Regions from separate parts of the Mus musculus genome. Here region 1 is linked to region 2. Evidence: chromatin contacts called from public HiCAR-type data. All regions are on one chromosome and are shown on one strand. Each heading gives the region's core, a stretch centred on a gene start, on an enhancer-like site or on the middle of the called end of the contact. The rest is flanking DNA. Distances are from core to core; before and after follow the strand shown.

Region 1 (3,582 bases), core at 986-3,485, 440 kb before region 2:
AAACAAAAAGCCAAAAAAGGGAGAGAGAAAGTCAGACAGACAAACAGACAGACAGACTGAACCAAACCAAAGAACACACACAGTCTGATCCTAGCCCTCCTCCAGCACATAGGTAGCAAATGTACAGCTTGGTCTTCACACATGTGTTCCTAACAACTCGAGTGGGGGCTGTCCCAAAGCTATTGCCTGTATGGGGAGATGGGATGGGGATATGGGATGGGATATGGGATGGGATATGGGATGGGATATGGGATGGGGATATGTTCTTCTACCTGGGCTGCCTTGTTTGGCTTTAGTAGGAAAGGATGGGCCTAGACTCACAAACACTTGAAGTGCTGAAGGGGACTAGATACCCAGGAGGGGATATACCTGCTCAGAGAAGGGGATGTGGGAACAGAAAAAGACTGTGGGAGAGTGTGACTAGGAGGGGGCAGTGAGCGGGATAAAATAGATAAAAATAAAAAAAAAAAAAAGAAGAAAAGAATGACATTAAAAAAAAAAAAAAGAAAAAAAAGAAAAAAGAAAAAAGGAATGTCAGAGCGACAGAGCAAACAGGTCCAGAGGAAACAAAAGCAAACCCTCCAAGACCTTCCTGATGGATTCCTGGTGTGGTCAAGTGTATAGAGTGATGGAAACATGGATTTCTGACACCTGGGATATAGGATAAAATTCTTAAGGCCTGTTACTAAAATCAACCCAAACTCAGCATAGTGTGGTATTCCAATGACAACCTGACCATGTTTTGGGGAGGACTGTGGAAGGACTTTGGAACTTTGGGCTAGAAAATCCATTCAGTATTAAGAGCTCTGTGGGATGTTGTGTAGAAGCTTGGAAGATGAGTACAAGGAAAACTATTCCAAAGGATGAGAAAAATTATCCCAGAGCATCACCTCACACACTGATGTCTGTACATACATGTGTGCTTGTGTGTGTGTGTGCTCATACACACACACACACACAGAGAGAAAACAACCTGCTCAAAGATTCTATAAGTTTATATTCTAGAACAGATATAATACTGGTCACACGTACCTGAAAAGAAGTAAAGAAACTAAATGGGACACACACACAAACCAAGTCTGACTTTTTAAAATTCATTCACGTAATATATTTTTATCAAAGAACATTCCCAAAGAAGTACATTGTCTTCAAAGGACATTCTTAGATAATACAATCTCACAGAAAGCTCTATTTCTCTCCTGCTCGTCTTTCATTTTTATGCTATACTTTGAAATAGTTTTCTCGGACTTACATACTTCAAGAAAATTATATTATTATAGTGGTTGAGATTAAACCGCAGACTTTCTACATCAAAACATAAAGCACACCTCAGTTATATCTCCACCCAGAAAAGTGTTCTTTCTCTGGACTGTGGACTAAAGGTAACAAACACAGCATTGCAATCTATTTAACTGACCAAATAAAGCCCCCCTGGAAGAAATTAAGGAAAACCAACCTGCTCTTTTCATTAGTCCCATTTCCTTAAAATTTCTGTTGTGAAATAATTTGTGCCGGGTGCTATCACATAAGTGTGTAATCACGGTACTCCAGAGGCAGAAAGAGTACAAATCTGAGATTAACCTGGGCTACAAAGTGAGACCCCGTCTAAAGGAGGAAGAGGAAAGAGAAGAAGCTATTAATTAACAAATTACCTCAAGCATAAACCAGTATGATGTCTTTCATATTTTTATTAGTGTGAATTATAGAGCAATATGATAGGTAGGAAGAGAGAAAGCCCTAATGGGTCATAAAGTCGTGAAGGATAGAGGCTGGAAATGTTAGAGGCTCTCCTACGTCACAGTACTCCATTTACCTCTAACAACCCAGTAAGGAAGAAGCACATGGTGAACATGGTAAACGAGAACACCACGAGGGAATCACAACGGATGGAAAGAAAGCTGGCCAAGAGTGCAGGGCCGCTCTCACTGGAGACTGTCACACAAACACTGAGAAACCAGCAATGATGACTACTTTCTGTCCTTGGGGTGTTGAAGATGGAAGCCAGGCCTCTGCGCATGCGCAGCAAGCAGGCCTCGACAGTGTTGAGATGAGTGCAGTAAGGCCAAGCTGTGGTGCAGCACTTGAAAACAAAGGAAGGCTGGGCAGGAAAAAAAAAAAAATCAAAAAAACAAAGCCAAGAAGAAAAAAACCACGTAGCTCAGTAACAGCCCCCTGGAGCAGGCCTGAGACACAAGTCCGGGATGACTCAGATGCCAGGAGTGACAAGCCAGCAATGGGACTGCAGGGGTCAAGGGGAAGTAGGAAAGGAAATGATGTTGTGGTGGCTTAGCAACATACACATCCTGACATATCTGTGGTTTCCCTAGCAGAAAATGCCTGCTGAGACATTCTGCATTCTGCAGCTGGGTTAAAATTTAACTGCAAGTGTAACAACAGTAGATAAGCTATAGAAACTTCAATGTTAAGATAGCATGTCTAAGAACGTGTGTGTGCGCGGAATAAAAACTAAAAATCAAGACAGAAAAACACAACCCCCAAAGGAAAAATACCAAGGTTAGCTCTGAAGTTGTGCTGTAAATGACCTGCGCTTCCTCTTCGGGCTGTTTTCAAATGTTTGATAATGAGAGTATCACCCAATACCACAGCTGAGGATGAGTGCCATGTGGTACCTTATTAGCTTCACGGAGGCGAACACACACACACACACACACACACACACACACACACACACACAGAGTCACTTACTAGCTTCACAGAGGCACACACTCAGACACACACTCCACTGGCTTCATGCTCACACTGGAGTGAGTTCGCTGAGTCTTCACAGCATTTGACACTCTTGGGGCCATCAAAGTCATGGTGCTTTGCCACTTGATGAGTCGCAATATTACTCACAGGTCAGACAGATTGACCGTACTATAGCCAAGCCACAAAGGTCATAAGGCTCTAGCTCAAAACACAAGTTATAACCTGAAGCTTGACCCCGCCCTTTCCTAGTGAAATTTCCCCTATGATCTCTGACGAGTCCTCTTAAATTACAGAAGCTATCAGCACTAAAATGTCTACCGTACTAAATATAGCTCTTCATGGTCATAAACGTGCACTGTGGACAAAGTAAGCAGGGAGCTGCTGTCTCTGCACAGGGTTCTGACCCTTCCACCTGGAGGCCGAAACAGGGTGACCTCAAGTTTAAGCCTAACCTTGTACCAAGTCAAAAGGAGTTAATAAACTCTTGTAGCCAAAACAAAACAACATACCCTGGGTGTGTTGCTTACTTTTTTTTTTTCTTTCTAATCACTGTAACAAAATATCTGAAGGAAAAACCATAAAGGGGGAGGGGTTGATGTGGGCCTGTGCTTTCAGAGAGAATTCAGTCTGTCTTGGTGGGGAACGTCTGGTGGCTCGAAGACCTTTCTCCACAGGCAAAAGTAAGCAGTAGCAGTTTTACACAAGGTGACAGAAGGATAATCGAGTCCCTATTCAAGAGGTGGTTTAGTGGTTAAGAGCACTGGCTGCTCATTTAGAGGTCCTGGGTTGGAGTCCTAACACGTGTACACACACACACACGTACACACACACACACACACACACAAAACCATATATAACTCTAGTTCCAAGGGA
Region 2 (3,260 bases), core at 647-3,146:
CAAATATTTTCTCATTTGGCCAGTTCTATAATGGTCTGTGTTTGAAAAGAACTACTTTTAATGTAGCCATCTTAGCATCTTCTAATATAGGTTTGAACAAAAGTGGTTCATGATAGTAGTAGTTGAAATAAACTGCGGGGGGGGGGGGGGGAACACTGATTATTTAGGTTGATTGCTTTTGTTTTTCGTTTTACACAGGTTCTCCTACCTTAGCCCTGACTGTTCTGGAGCTCACTATGTAGTTCAAACTGGTCAAGGACTTTAGAATCTCTCCCACCTCAGAGTCCCTAGTGCTGACATCACGAGCATGAGCAACCACATCTGGCGGGCTGTCTCTAAGATCCCTGAACAATTTTCACATTCTCTCCAAAACCTTATAAACTAAACAGTTAGAATAGGCTTATATTGTGTTTGACTGTTTTCTTGGGGAGATAGAGACCTTGCTTTCTAGCATATTACATGGCTTGCCTAATCTTCATAGTTAGCTAAGAAAAATGAGGAGCTGGCAATGTAGGAAAGGTGAGAGAGGAGGAAGGGGAGGAGGAGGGGGAGGAGGAGGAGGAGGAGGAGGATGGTCATGGTGGGCAAACAGTGAAGGAAAGACAAGGTTCACCTGTGGGGCCTGGAGGAGGCCTAGCATTTTCATATACAGCCCTGCTAGGTGAGCAGCACAAACCAGTTGCTAAAGAATGATTTCTTTCTTTCTTTCTTTCTTTCTTTCTTTCTTTCTTTCTTTCTTTCTTTCTTTCTTTCTTTCTCTCTCTCTCTCTCTCTCTCTCTCTCTCTCTTTCTTTCTTTCTTTCTCACTCTCCCCCTCCCCTTCTCTCTCCCCCCTCCCCCTCTCCCCTCCTCCCCCTCCCTCTCTCTCTCTTGCGAATGGGTCTCATGAGGTAGCCCCGTCTATCCCAGAACCTTTATAACTCAGGCTAGCCTTGAACTCCCAAAGATCCAGCTTTCTCTGCCTCTGCCCTCCCAGTTCCAGGATTAAACGTGTGTTCCAGCAAGCATGTTCATTGATCTTAAGCAGGCCTTCCTACCTCTGATGTGGTTTTTTTTTTCCACTGTACTGTCACTCTTTTACACAATTGTCATTCTGTTTGGCTCATGGTAATGATTTTAGTGCCCCTGATTCACGATCACATAAGGGATTAAGGTGTGCTATCTTTGTAACCAAAGCCTAGGAAGATAAGTCGGTCTCCATCAGGCAGTAATACGTCAGGCCTCTCCTGTGAGTCACACACCTTTAGTCATGTTCTCTGAATTTTAATGTGATTCTGCTCTGAAGTAATGTATCCCCCATTGAATAACCTGGGCTTACAACCTTAGCATCGCTGTACCTTAATTTTGAAATTGCATCTGTTAAATGAAAAATGTAGCGTGGAGCTTCAAACAAAGAAGCTATAACATGATAGTGGTCATTTACCTGACTCTTTTTGGTTTGCTTTATCGTTTTGTGGTCCTAGGAACATATAATTTTAGCCAAGCACCATACTGCTGGACTACACCCTAACCCTTATTTAAGTTTTGTTTTTTTTGTTTGTTTTTAGTTATAAAAATCCTTTGGTTTTGATTGTGTGTGTGTGTGTGTGTGTGTGTGTGTGTGTGTGTGTATGTGTTTTGTGGGCTCATACCATATATATGGAGGTCAGCGGTTGACATCCAATGGCTTTCTTGATTATTCTCAGCATGGTCTCTTGCTCGAGGTCCCAGCTTCCTCTGCCGCTCTCCGCTTGCTGAGTGTTAGGATCAGGGGAAGCAGTGAGCAGTGTGGATGTTGTGGATCTGAATCTAGGCCTCAGTCCTTTGGGACATGGGTTTTTCACCGAGTCATGTCCCCAGCCTCTGTCTCTTTCTTTACTCTATCTGAGCACCATCTTAGCGTTCCTCTCACTATAACTTCTAGAGACATGCCTTGAGCATGACTGGCCAGATGACATGGCGTTGATGTCATCCTGGCTGGCTCCTTCCACCTGCTGTTCCAGACTTTGGGTGGGAGTTGGGCCTCTCTTTTCTTTTCTTTTGTGCTGAGCAGTTGTGTTCAGAGGACTCTTATCTTCTCTCCATCTCGTCTCTTTCCTTCAGAGTCGGCTCCAGAAACTTCTGCCTGTCTCGCAAAGCCTCTTTTATCTGCTCATGGCAGAAAACAAACAGGTGGCATGAAAGACTGTCTAGTCAAAGTGAGATGAGTCGATCTATGACATTTGTGAGGGCTAGGTCCCAAGCCACCTTCAATTCTCAAACTACGTTCTGTGAAATCACTAAAAGAAGACCAGAAATAATCTCTCTAGGCCCTCACTACGCATCTCTCTTGTTGAGTGATCTTTATGGTGTCGAGCACTAACTGAAATAAATTTGCACATCTTTTCTACTGGTATTCTTTGGAAGGCTTAGTGGCTGTGTTCACACGATGTGTCTGAGTCATTGCATTTGACATTTCTGTCTTCAGTTGATCTTGAAATGTCTATCTTGTGGCCAGGAACTATGGCTTTCATAAACATGTCCACGTTCCCTTTATTCTGTCGTCAACACTAGACTCCACTAGTAGTTAATTTTGCTTGTATGATTTCTCTTAAAAAAAAGTTTTATTTTAAAAATCATTTTATTTGCAGTGTTCATAGCAGTTAAGAATAAGCTCTCTGACTAAGAGCCCTACCTGGACGTAGGCCAGGCCTGGCAATGCGCGCCTGCCCCTCAGCTTATGAAGAATCATGTCTCTGAGGAAGCAATGATTAGGAAGTCTCACCACAACTTCAGGGGTTGATCAGGATGGTGGGGCTGTAAACACTGGGTCTGGGGGTGTATATGGTCTTTGCCATATGTTATACTGATAAGCATGCACTTAGAGTTAACTCCTCTCTCTCAGTAACCCAAGAGCTTCACAGGGCTAATTTTCCCATAGCGACTTCTACACCATTTTTTTCTCTTGTTGACATTAGTAGCAAATATTTTTGTGGGAAGACATGCCTCTTATAATATACTTTTAAATAAGCGTGAAGTAGGATTTAACATTTATATATTATATTTATATCATAACCTTTTTTTTAAAGCCTACAGCACCTGGTATTCCCAGGTGCTCCCCCATCCAAGTATTAACCTGGCCAGACCCTGCTTAGATATCATAACTTTTGAATGTATTGTTTTAACATTAGTTTTAATTTTAACATGGAGAAAGCTCAATGTGGCTGTTGTTGAACACTGTCTCCCCTCCTTTTGGACACAGCTGGAATTTCCAGTTGCTGACCGATCCTTCTAAACATAAC

Evidence for each region. HiCAR-type assays count read pairs that join an accessible place to other places.
Region 1: a HiCAR-type map of Th17 cells shows a contact between it and region 2, with 2.4 times the contacts expected there. The contact joins two enhancer-like sites. A contact is called at or near these places in 2 of 39 promoter capture datasets (hippocampal neurons and liver) and 2 of 115 datasets of contacts at active chromatin or transcription factors (Th17 cells and effector CD8 T cells).

The regions. Positions count from the first base shown.
Region 1 is chr10:26,798,399-26,801,980 of GRCm38.p6, reverse strand. All of the region lies in intron 1 of Arhgap18 (Rho GTPase activating protein 18), which reads right to left. Among named protein-coding and RNA genes, the nearest start is that of Arhgap18, 28 kb to the right of the region's middle. Within about 2 kb of position 2,235, at least 226 of the 459 cell types and tissues checked have an H3K27ac peak or open chromatin away from gene starts, as enhancers often do. A contact at or near this core is called in Th17 cells, where this site is marked.
Region 2 is chr10:26,357,832-26,361,091 of GRCm38.p6, reverse strand. The region is part of intron 1 of L3mbtl3 (L3MBTL3 histone methyl-lysine binding protein); the gene reads left to right. Among named protein-coding and RNA genes, the nearest start is that of L3mbtl3, 15 kb to the left of the region's middle. Within about 2 kb of position 1,896, at least 45 of the 459 cell types and tissues checked have an H3K27ac peak or open chromatin away from gene starts, as enhancers often do. A contact at or near this core is called in Th17 cells, where this site is marked.